Linked DNA regions of Mus musculus: region 2 is linked to region 1. Evidence: chromatin contacts called from public promoter capture Hi-C data. All regions are on one chromosome and are shown on one strand. Each heading gives the region's core, a stretch centred on a gene start, on an enhancer-like site or on the middle of the called end of the contact. The rest is flanking DNA. Distances are from core to core; before and after follow the strand shown. Region 1 holds the start of Ecd (ecdysoneless cell cycle regulator). Region 2 has its middle 17 kb from the start of Usp54.

Region 1 (6,221 bases), core at 1,635-4,134:
TGGACTTTGAGTTACAGGCAACTGTGAGCCCCTGTTTGGAACTAAACTCAGATCCTCGACAAGAACAATAAGTATTCTTAACTTTTGAGCCACCTTTTCAGCCCTACCATATACTTTTAAATCATGTCTACCACTAGAGAAAAAAATTCAAGCGTACATTCTTAACTTTACAAATAAATACAATACAATTCAGTAAAATCTCGGAATGCTCACCTCCACTGAGAATGTTTGGAGCCAGACCACTTAGATTTAACACTGACTCTCACTTAGCTAATCATACATCATAAGCAGTTATTTAATTCTGTTTTAAGTGAAACGCATGCACTAGGGATTCATGATGTGTGGGCAGAGAAACTTGTAAGCCTCTGTTTAACCTACCTTGTCTCCTGGGTATGTCTGACTAGACAATTTTGTGGGGAAACAATGCCTGCTCTAGATAACTATGTCTGGAAGATAGAATAACTAATGTATTGTTTATTCCAGCAGACAAGCCCCAGCAGAAAATAGACTCCAGAGGAGTAGTGCCCAGCAGGTAGATGATTAAAAAATTATGAATGTTTTACATTTTGAGGTGGTCACACACACACACAAACCTCACACCTTGCTTATATGTGTAAATACAAATTTTAAATGAAAGTCAAGGCTGGAAATATAGCTTAGCAGTGGTACTTCCTAGCATATCTGAGGTACTAAGTTCATTTCTCAGAACCAAAAAAGGGTGTGGGAGACTACACTGAGACAATCAACCTTGCTAACCCCTTTTTAACATCTATAACTAGTAACTGCTAAAGAATGCTACTACTTCAAAATGGATGGGCTCTGTAACAGCTAACATTAAACATTCATTTAAATACACTATCATTTCTATGCATTTAATCCTCATTGCTCACTCTATTATGATTCCCTTTGGGAAAGGCTATTTTTAGGAACTATAAAAAACAGCATCAAGAACAAGTAGTACAATACACAGGGTCAGAAATTTCAGCTCAGGAGATGCCTATCCAGAGTGTCTTCATACAACATGTATTTTTAACATCTCTGGTTAGAAATAATTATAAAAGCAAATCTGGGGCTGATAAGATGGCCCAGTAAATAAAGGTACTTGCCACCAAGCCTCATGACCTGAGTTCAATCAACAAGACTCACATAATGGAATGAGTGACTCTTGGAAGCTGTCTACTAACCTCCAAATGTGTGCTATGGGCCGGGCAGTGGTGGCGCACACCTGTAATCCCAGCACTTGGGAGGCAGAGGCAGGTGGATTTCTGAGTTCAAGACCAGCATGGTCTAAAGAGTGAGTTCCAGGACAGCCAGGACTGCGCAGAGAAACCCTGTCTCAAAAAACCAAAAAAAAAAAAAAAAAAAAAAAAATCAAAAAAACAAATGTGTGCTATGGTGCACGCGCATGTGCATGATACACTAAATGGAATTTTAAAAATTAAAAGCAGATTTTAAGTTAAATCCTTCTCACTTTGGGGAAATGATTATTTCTTAGTTTTATTCCCTAAGGAGCTTATTATCTGATTTGCTGTTGTGCAAATAACATATTCCTTAATAGATAACATGCTTCTGAAAAGCAAGGAGAGGTTCTCTTCTTTGTATGGCTCTTTTACCAAGTAAAGGCGGGAAGAAGAAAGTAGTGCTATCACTTATTGAGGATCTATTATGTACCAGCCCTACGTCATCATTTTAGGTATACTTGTACATCTTAGTTGTATACATAGACAGGAAGGCCCAGATCTAGTTAAATTTCCTAAAAGCTAAGTGGCAAGAAAAGTATCCATCTAAAAATCTCAGGTGTGACTTTAAATGAATGTTATTGGAATGCATAATAAGTGTATGGCTGTTGAAATTGCTTACTTCAATGAGGAGGACCAATGGGACTTGGTTTAAACGTTCAGGCCCTATTGGGTTCAGATGTGGAAGCTTTCTAATTTTATCTGAGCAACAGAAGCTAGTTACAGCAATCTTTCAGAACTGCTGAAAGGACCAAGAAACTGCAGGTTCTTTTGAAATTGCAAAGTACCAGTCAGTAGATATAAGGCTCTATGTTACACTTTACTAAGGGTACAAAGCAGGTTTTTAAACTACCAAAGTGCTTGCTTTTTAGCATTATTTGCAGGGGGTGTGACGGCAATGTGTGAATTGCTTGACAACAGGCTTTACAATCGGATTGACCCTTGGTTTGTACGTCTGAGCTGCACCACCTTCTAGATACAACCTTTAGACCTGTGATCTTTATTTGTAGGATGTGCAAAGTTGGTCTCAACCTGATTTCGCTATTGCATTCAAGCAAACAGCTTTGCATGGTGTTCTGAACTAGACACGTTCAACGTTATTGTAGCATTTAAGCTATTATCTTCAGTGGGGTCAAAAGCACTGTGGGAACAACGGATGCAGCACTCCCTCAATTCAGGACCTAACAGTCCCAAAGGCACACCCTAAGCTGGTGACCCAAAGACAAAAGGCAGCTTCCACCAGGGCTGGGAGGTGAGAATCCGGGATAGTATTTTCCCTCCCTATGTCTGGGACGGGAAAGGAGAGGACGGGCCTTATAAGGTCCCTTGAGCTCCGGCGGCCCAAGCTGGGCGAGCAGAGCAATCCACTCACAGCTCCACGCTCTGCGGCACGGCCTTCCGAGTGTATCTGGAGATCATCCTCCTTTTTCTCCTCTGCGGCCAGGGCGGGCAAGCCAGGGCGGGGGCCTCGGGGCCTGGCCCTCCCGCCGGCTCCGGCCCGGCCCCCTCCTGCCACCTACCGGCCCCGTCTCGCCCCGTCTCGCCCCGTCGCTTAGATTCCGGACCGCCACCTCCCAGAGTTCCCACTCTATAGTCTTCCGACCTGCCTCCTTCCTCTCATGAGCGGAAGTGACGAAGGTACAGCGTCTTTCGGAAATTGGCTCCGATGCGCACTAGAGACTATACTCAGGGTTCCGAGCCTCACGACTTGCAGGCGTTCAGGCGTGGATCAGGGCCCAAGCGAACGCGAGGACCCAGCATGGGCCGGGATTGGGCGGTTGGTGGTCGCCTCTGACCAAGTGTCCTGCTGGAAGAGGCAGCCAAGGAAAGGTGCCAGAGCAGAGGCGCACGAGAGAGCTATTGAAAGGGATCGCTTTACTTTTGTCAGGTGGAAGAAGAGCGTCTAGTTTGGTGAAGGAGCACTATACCGCGCCAGGACAGTGCTCCTGGTGGCTCCTCTTCTGTACTCTCGGGTATGTCATTTTTCATTAATTCCCATGATCTCAAGTCCAATTCTGACTCTGTAAATTCTACATAAAGAGCCCTGCTTGGATTTAGGGTGAGGGTGGGTAGAGTTTTTCCTTGATCCGCCAGGGTGAGAGGCAGCACGATTCTAATTTACAGTGGTGAGTGGGTAGTTGCATAGAAGGTGCAGGTTCCTTATTGGTTCATTGCAAAGCCAAGTAAGCTTAGGAATTAAATTGCTGCGTTAGGTGGGCATCCGGAACCATGACCAATTATTTTGGGACGAAACTCCGACACGCAAGTGTTGGCACTTTTAAATCTTCTATAGAAGCCCTGTAGAGCAAGGGGCATTGCTTTTTAACGCACCTAGTAACACAATTTTAAAGGAAGGTGTTTTAGAGACGGCAGACTAACACTTTCATTTCACGACTAAGTAGAAAGCTCAAGAAAGTAAAGTGCCCAAAGTATGCCACCGACTGAAGCACGGTTGGAAGGTGTGAGAGAATAATGGATAGTAATGGAATGTTTTCAAACTGTGTTACACACACTGCTGCCGACTGAAGGGCAAACATTTATTTATTTGTGAGAAAGGATCGTCTTATGTTACCTAGCCTAGCCTCAAAATCCTGGACCCAGGTGATCCTTTTGCCTTGATCTCTCAGCTGAGACCATAGGCACACCTAGCTATTTTTAACTTTTATCCTCACATACTTCTTTGGTTTGGGAAGTGAGTTGTTGGACTTTCATTTACTCCATAATATCAAGGTTTCCAGTTCACATAATTTAATTTTAAGGAAGATAGTTTTAAGTCTGTTATTCAGAGGATAAATCAAGTGGTGTCTGGTAAAGGCCGGAACCATGATGGTAGGTGTGTATCAAATTTGGGGGAAATAATGTAGTCACCTAGAAGAATTCTGAGAATGCTGTTATTTCTCCTTTTGTGTGGCTTATGTCCCTTGAACTTTGATGGCCATTTTTAGAGAAGAATGGAGGGCAGTGGAAAGCTCGCAATGGTAGAGGATGCTGTGGAGTACCATCTCTTCCTGATACCAGATAAAGCCAGAGGCACAGAAGAGCACAGAGAGATTCTTCAGAAGTACATTGAACGGATAATGACCCAGTTCGCACCCATACTGGTCCCTTATATCTGGCAGAATCAGCCTTTCAATCTCAAATACAAGCCTGCAAAAGGTAAAGTAAGCCTTCCTTCTGAGAGACTTGTTCCATAACCTTAAAAGCCACTGACGTCTGCCCACATATAGCCAAGCCCCTAACTTTAACTCTATAGAATATCTTTATGGCTAGGGATGCGGGGACTGTGGCTGTGGTATGGACTCTCTCACTGTGCCTAAGTGTGAGTGCTGGTGCTGCGAAGGCCCAGGCTTGGGACTTAGTCACAGTTCTTTTTCTCTGCGCAGGACTTATCTCCATGATGCCTGTGGGAGGTTGCTTTGTTTCATGTAGCTGTTTTCCTGAGAATCCAAGAGTGACTTTGTCTGGCCAATAAAAACAACTAAATGGGTTTTGTTACTGTCCGTTGCCACCCAGAAGCATTTCCGGTGTCCTTTACTGCTGTCACCAGTGCTTACGTCCAACTCTAGCAAAATACAGTCATCTGTTCTGTCATGTCTTCTAACGTTATGAAAATGAATGAGTGCAGCCAGGCTGTATTTACTCAGTGACTCAGAGTGACTGTTGAGGATCGGGAGCCTTGGATCTTTGGATCCCGCCATTCCTGTTCACACTTCAGTGCTAATGTGTTAGATTTGGCTAGCAGCCGCTCGGTTTCTCCTGTGGTATTACTGTCACTGAACTTTTTTCCACCACTGGGCATTGAACCTGGGGCCTTGTGCGTTGCTAAGCAACTGGTCTGCCACTGAGCTACTTCCCCAACCCTAATTTTATTTTCTAGATACAGGCAATGTTTATTGACAGGGAGATGAGCAAATTAATGTGCCACATATAAAACGAGCCCATTAGACAGGTATGGTGGCACACACCTGTCATCTTAGCACTCCGGCCTAAGGCAGGAGAATCACCAGTTTGAGGCCAGCCCGGGTCACAGAGTGAGAGTCAGTTTCCAAACAAAAACAACCTATTATCTTTTAGAAAGCCAGGCTTACCCTGAATTTTCCACTATGTGATGGCATTGCTGAATGTTACCCAAGATGATTAGTATTTCAAATTTACAGTCCTTGCTTTGCTATGTGCCGTGAGGGACAGAGCAGGAAGACCTAGTGTCAGCACCTCCAGATACTAGGGGCTTGGTCTCAGTGTGGGAGACTCCAGCTTCTGAACTTCCCTGAGCTCCACACACCATTGGCAGGTGCCTTGGTACAGCACAGATTAGACTGTGCCACTCGCTTCCTGTGGCTGCGGGGGAGGTTTCAGTTGAAGTCTGATATATAATGCAAATGAAAATCGTACTCTGCTCTGAGCTCCTCTAGCTGGAGAGATAGGGGATTTGGTGAAGCAGCTAAGTTGAGAGGTTGTTCCTCTCACATCTTTTGGTTCTCTGTTTCTTTGGCTTGGTTTTTGCCATGGTTGCTGTGGTGCCTTGGAGTGCATTTCTCTGAGCTTCATGCGGTACATTACATCGATTGATTCCTTAACTTTTTGTTTATTTTATGTGCTTGGGTGTTTGCACATACGTATGTCAGTACAGGTCATTCACACAGTGCCCTCAGACAGAGGCAACTGGGGTCGCCAATGTTTGTGAGCCACCATGTGGGTGCTAGAAATTGCACCCAGATCCTCTGGGAGAGCAGCCACTGAGACGTTGGTTGACTCTGTATGTTGAACCATTTTTGTCGTACGGGAACAAACCCCAATCGACTGTAGTATTATAACCCCTTTCAATGTGTTGTTGAATCTGGTTAGTCATCTTTTCAGTGTTGTGATAAAAAAAAAATACCTGAGAAAAATCAACTTAAGGACTTATTTTGCTTATGGTTTCAGAGAGATCACTTGGCTCTGCTGTAACTCAGCCTGCCCTCAAACTCACAATCCTCCTGCCTC
Region 2 (6,221 bases), core at 1,896-4,395, 290 kb before region 1:
AACTCAGAAATCCACCTGCCTCTGCCTCCCAAGTGCTGGGATTAAAGGCGTGAGCCACCACACCCGGCAAGGAAGGGGTATCTCTTAATAGGGTTTCCTTCCTCATATATTTATACTACACATGAGAATCTAATTTGAATATTAGCATGATGTTAAATTTGAGGGTTTATATTGTTATACAGGGACTTGAATAAATTATAATATTCATGCTGTGTATAATTGTATAGGGAACTAGTCTTGGGAAAATAGTTGTAACAAGAAATAATTAACATTTGCAAGCTCTCAGAAAATGTTTTAGTAGTGGAAATGGTTATTTATTTTATTTATATTCATATATGAGGCAAATGATACTTTTTAAAAATTTAATTTTGTGTGTATGAATGTTTTGCCTGCTACTATGTGTTTCTATTACATGAGTGCCTGGTGCCTGTGGGAACTAGAAGAGAGTTATAGACACTTGTGAACAGATTTAGGTCCTGGGCACTAAACCTGGCCCCTCTGTAAGAGCAACAAGTACTTTTAACTGCTGAGTCATCTCTTTAGTCCCAAATGTTACTTTTCATTTGATACTCTTCAGTAATAGTTAGTGTTAAATGAGATAGACTCTTCTTTAGCCTAAGATGCCCTTTGTAGCTGAGGATGCCATGAACTCTTGATCTTCCTGTCTCCACGACCATGGCTCAAGTCCTTGAGATAACAAGTATGTTGCACAATGCTGGCAAAAATTAAATTTTGTTTTTATCTTTTAAAGTTTTTGTTTGTTTTTATTTTTTGAGACTGGGTTTCCCTATGTAACCTTGGCTGTCCTGGAACTTTCTCTGTAGACCAGGCTGACCTTGAACTCAAAGAGATCCACCTACCTTTGCCTTGAGTTCCAAAGGCATGTGCTACTACTGCTGGGCTTATTTTTTTTCAACTTTAAAAATTAAAAATGTGGGCTGGAGAGATGGCTCACAGGTTAAGAGCACTGACTGCTCTTCCAGAGGTCCTGAGTTCAATCCCAGCAACCACATCGTGGCTCACAGCCATCTGTAATGAGATCTGATGCCTTCCTCTGGTGTGTATGAAGACAGCACAGTGTACTCATGTTAAAAAACAAACAAACAAACAACCCAAAACTTTAAAAACATTAGAAATGTATCTATTAATTGTGTGAATTGCATGTCTGTGTGTGTGAGCATGTAGGTGTCATAGGACTATGGGAGTTGTAACCTTGTGGGATCTGGGATAAAAGCAAGTAATCTAGTCCTGCAGGAAAGGGCCTCTGCCCTCTGAGCTCTCACTGGGCCGATTTTGTTTTTTGTTTTATGGTTTTTTGTTTTTTTTGTTTTTTTTTTTTGAGGAAGGATCTCAGATAAACAGGCTTCCCTGAATTTAAAAAGGAGTTGAAGTTGGCTTTGAACCCGATCCTCCTGCTTCTGTCTCCCAATGCTGGGATTACAGGGAATCACTATCATCCCTGCCTCTGGGGAATGGTATTAGACTCTAAGGTAGTTAACTAAATATTTTTATATGGCAGTGTTTCCTTCTTGGTATACTGTCACAAATTTATTTTTTATTTTTTAATTTTTTTAAAAGATTTATTTATTATATGTAAGTACACTGTGGCTGTCTTCAGACACACCAGAAGAGGGCATCAGATCTTGTTACAGGTGGTTGTGAGCCACCATAAGGTTGGTGGGATTTGAACTCATGACCTTCGGAAGAGCAGTCGGTGCTTTTACCCGTTGAGCCATCTCACCAGCCCCTGACTGTCACAAATTTATGCATACATATATACAGAGAGATAGACACATACATATACACACAGATCTGCTTTCATGGTTTTTACATTATTTTTTGTTAATGTATATGGGTTTCATGTAGAGATCAGAGGACAACTTGTGGAATTGCTTCTTTTTCTTCTATCATGTGGCTTCTGGGGTTCACACTCAGGTGATAGCTTTAGTGGGAAGCGCCTTTACCTGCTGAGTAAAGTACATCTTACTTGAAATTTTTGGTTAAAATTAAACACGCACACACACTATTTTTAAAGATTTATGTGTATGGATGTTTATCTATAGATAAATATATATACCACATGTGTCCCTAGTGAGGTTAGAAGAGGGCATTGGATCTCCTGGAACTAGAGTTACTTATGGTTGTGAGGCACCAAGTGAAGCCTGGGAATAGAACTTGTCCTTTTGCAAGAGCAGCAAGTACTCTAACCTGCTAAGCCATCTCTCCAGCCCATACATATACATACATACATATATATGTACATATACATACACACACACACACACATATATATATGAGATTTATTTACTTATTTTATGTATGTGAGTACACTGTCACTTTCTTCAGACAAACCAGAAGAGGGCATTGGATCCCATCACAGTTGGTCATGAGCTGCTATGTGATTGTGGATGCTGGAAAATGAACTCAGGACCTCTGGAAGAGCAGTCAGTGCTCTTAATCCCTGAGGTGTCTCTCCAGCCCTAATTGGTTTGTTTGTTGTTTTGTTTTGTTTTTTCAAGACAGGGTTTCTCTGTGTAGCCCTGGCTGTTCTGGAACTCACTCTGTAGACCAGACTGGCCTCAAACTCAGAAATCCTCCTGCCTCTGCCTCCCAAGTGCTGGAATTAAAAGTGTGCGCCACCACTGCCCAGATAATTGTATTTTTAAAATACATTTATTAGTGAATGTTTGTGAGTGGGTATATGCATGCCATGGTGTGTTTGGAGAAAGTCAAAAGACAACTTGCAGGACTCAGTTCTTTCCACCGTGTAAGTTCGGGCATTGAACTCAGGTCCTTGGGTTTGGCAGTAAGTGTATTTGTACTCTGAGCTATCTGGTTGGCCAGAAATGAAAGTTTTATGTATCTGTAAATAGCTTTTTTGTTTTGTTTTTTGTTTTTTTGAAACAGAGTTTCTCTTTGTAACAACCCTGGTTGACAGAGAGCTTGCTTTGTAGCTCAGGCTGGCCTTGAACTCACAGAGACCCACCTACCTCTCCCTTTTGAGTGTTGGGATTAAAGATGTGTGCCATCATGCCTCCTACCCATTTTGTTTTTTAAATTATTTTAATACACTGAGTCTGACTGGGGCCTGGCCACATACTCACGGGTGTCGGCCTATCCAGTGGAGTGCAAGTTTACCTAGCAGGGCCACACCCTTAAAGGAAACTGACCTCCTTCCCACAGAAGCCATCAACAGTCAAGAGTTTCTGGTCAGTAGTGGGGCATGGTGAGTCCCTACCTCTTCCAAGCTGGAATGTCAGCTGACTTGGTCTTGTGCTACTCTTGTGTAGGCAACCACAGCTCCCTCAAGTTTGTGAATGCAGGGGTGCTGTCCTGTCCAGAAGACAGCTTTCTCTGTGATATTCCCCGTGTCTGTCTCTTAGAGTCTCAGTGGCCTGAGCCTTGTGGGGTGGGAGTGAGGCAGATGTCCGTTTGTGGCTGAGCCTTGTGGAGTGGGAGTAAGGTGGATGTCCATTTGTGGCTGACTTCTGGGCAGATACTTATTCTCTACCTTTTCCATAGTTTTTATGGAACACTGACTGCTCTTCCAGAGGTGCTGAGTTCAAATTCCAGCAACCACATGGTTGCTCACAGCCATCTGTAATGAGATCTCATACCCTCTTGTGGTGTGTCTGAAGACAGCTACAGTGTACTTAAATAAACTAAATAAATAAATCTTGAAAAAAATGTTTTAAAAAGACAAAGTACAAACTTACTACTGACTTCCCTTATATTGTATTTATACATCCTACATAGGATAAATGCATTCAGATAATGTATCTAAGTGCCTTTTATATCTGGTGTGTGTGTGTATACACTACTGGGTCATTTTTTCTTTTTTCTTTTTAAGTGGGGGTTACAGATTTAGCTGGGCAAGGTGGTACATACCTTTAATTCCAAGACTTAGAAGACAGGGTCAGGTAGATCTGAGTTCGTTCTACAAAGGGAGTTCCAGAACACCCAGGGTTACACAGAGAAACCCTGTCTTGGGAGGAGGGGGTGGGTGGAGAGGGTTCCCCTCCCCCAACACTTTTCTTTCTTTCTTTCTTTCTTTCTTTCTTTCTTTCTTTCTTTCTTTCTTTCTTTCTTTCTTTCTAGATTTATTTATTATTACACATAAGAATACTGTAGCTATCTTCCAACACACAAGAAGAGGGCACCAGATCTCATTACAGATGGTTGTGAGCCACCATGTGGTTTCTGGGATTTGAACTCAGGACCTTCAGAAGAGCAGTCAGTGCTCTTAACTGCTCAGCCATCTCACCAGCCCCCCTCCAACACTTCTTTATCTAAGTGGGTACCCATTACCCACTTAGTCAAGGCCAGCCTGGACTCTAAAGCAAGTCCCAGGACAGCCAGGGCTGTTACACAGAGAAACTCTGTCTGGAAAACACTCACATGTTTTTGTGAGTTATTTTTGAGACATTGAGACATATTTCCAAGAAAAGTTTTGAGCAAAAGAATAAGCAGATACACAAATCCTTGAGAACTGAAAGAGAAACTTGTCCAGAAGATGGAGAGATGCTTGGCAGGGTTCAGTGATACATGGAATGGTCTGGAAGTGGTCCTCCCCTCTCACCCTGCTCAGGACAGCCTAGATGTACTTCTTTTCATTGAAACAGTCTTCTTTTGTTGTTTTGGAAGTCTGAATTTGCTTCTGCTCCTCCAGGGACTATAAAAGTACTAATTTTACACCATTTATTATTAACAGGAACAAACTGAAAACAGGTAACCATACATGGTAGATAAAGATGATGATTTCATTTAAAGTTTAGTTTCTTCATATTGAATTTGGACAGTTTTCTCCCCCCCCCCCCCCCCCCCGTCGTCTCTGTCTCCGTTTCTGTTCACCCCCATCCCTACCTCAGGAGATAAGGTCTCTCTACATAGCCCTGACTGTCCAGGAACCCACTATGTAGACGGGGTTGGTCTCGAACTCACAGATTTCACCTGTCTCTGCCTCCCAAGTGCTGGGTTAAATGTGTGCACCATTATGCCCAGCACAAAAAGTATTCTTAATGGTGTGCTATGTTGTATCAATTTTATTATGAGTGTCCTTTCCCTACTGGTTAGTATTCTGAGATGCTCTTTGGTCATTTGTATATCTTACTTGATAAAATTTCCATTTAGGCCCTTGTTCATCCTCCTTTTATCCCTTCTTTCCTATAATCATATACTTTTGGGGTTTTCCTTCCTCCCTCCCTCCCTCCCTCCCTCCCTCCTTTCCTTCCTTCCCTTCTTTCTTCCTTTCCTTCATTTATTTAAGATAGGGTTTCCCCATGTAGTCCTGGCTGTCCTGGAACTCTGTAGATCAGGCTGGCCTCGAACTCAAAAAGATCCACTCGCCTCTGCTTCCTTAGTTCTGGGATTAAAGGAATGCATCACTACCCAGCTTTATTTTTGAGGTTTAAAAACATGTATTCATTAATTTTATGTGCATTTGTGTGCCTGAGTGTATATATGTGAGTCATATACACACAGGAGCCTGTGAAGGTTGGAAGCATCTAATACTTTGGGACTACAGTTACAGTTGTGAACTACCACAACTTGGTTGTGAGTACTGAGGACTGAACCCTGGTTCTCTCTAAGAGTAGTAGGTGCTCATAACCACTGAGCCCTTTCTCCAACCCTTCTTGTCCATTTTCTTTGTTATGTTTTGTTGTAGAGTTGTAAGTTCTCCACATGTTATACATGGTAATCACTTTTTTTTTAACATTTTAAATTATTTTATTAATATATGTAAGTACACTGTAGCTGTCTTCAGACACTCCAGAAGAGGGAGTCAGATCTTGTTGTGGATGGTTGTGAGCCACCATGTGGTTGCTGGGATTTGAACTCTGGACCTTCGGAAGAGCAGTCGGGTGCTCTTAACCACTAAGCCATCTCACCAGCCCGGTAATCACTTTTGTTGCTATTGTTTATTGTTTTGTTATATGGAGACAGGGTCTCATTTAATAGCTTACACTGGCCTGGCAGTCACTGTATGGTCCAGGATGTCCTTGAACTCATTATGATATTTCTTCCTCAACCTCCTAAGTGCTGGATTTATAGATATGTGCTATTGCACATGGCTGAATATAACCTTTTACCACGTAAATTATTTGTAAATAATAGCTTTTATTTTATTGGCTACTTTTTAAATCTTTTGTTTAATCTGTTATGCCCTTTGTATAGAAACTCATTTTTTGTTTTTTAATATTTTACATATTAAAGACATGTAA

The links. Promoter capture Hi-C pulls out the DNA fragments that hold promoters and counts their contacts.
Region 2: a promoter capture Hi-C map of fetal liver shows a contact between it and region 1, with 5 times the contacts expected there. The contact joins the enhancer-like site here to the promoter of Ecd in region 1. A contact is called at or near these places in 12 of 39 promoter capture datasets (3T3-L1-derived adipocytes, the C10 cell line, the HPC-7 cell line and 7 more), 2 of 484 Hi-C or Micro-C datasets (CD4 T cells and natural killer cells), 12 of 115 datasets of contacts at active chromatin or transcription factors (the 230-238 cell line, the SCID.adh cell line, acute myeloid leukemia and 6 more) and 4 of 9 other capture datasets (adipose tissue, embryonic stem cells, liver and 1 more).

Annotation. Positions count from the first base shown.
Region 1 is chr14:20,344,784-20,351,004 of GRCm38.p6, reverse strand. It overlaps Ecd (ecdysoneless cell cycle regulator), which reads left to right and starts at 2,884. Exons shown (of 14, transcript NM_027475.3): 1 at 2,884-3,211; 2 at 4,184-4,394. The coding sequence starts at 4,190. It overlaps Fam149b (family with sequence similarity 149, member B), which reads right to left and starts at 2,843. Exons shown (of 14, transcript NM_001024512.2): 1 at 2,611-2,843. The coding sequence starts at 2,657.
Region 2 is chr14:20,632,690-20,638,910 of GRCm38.p6, reverse strand. It overlaps a transcript of Usp54 not described here. Among named protein-coding and RNA genes, the nearest start is that of Usp54, 17 kb to the right of the region's middle. Within about 2 kb of position 3,145, at least 8 of the 459 cell types and tissues checked have an H3K27ac peak or open chromatin away from gene starts, as enhancers often do.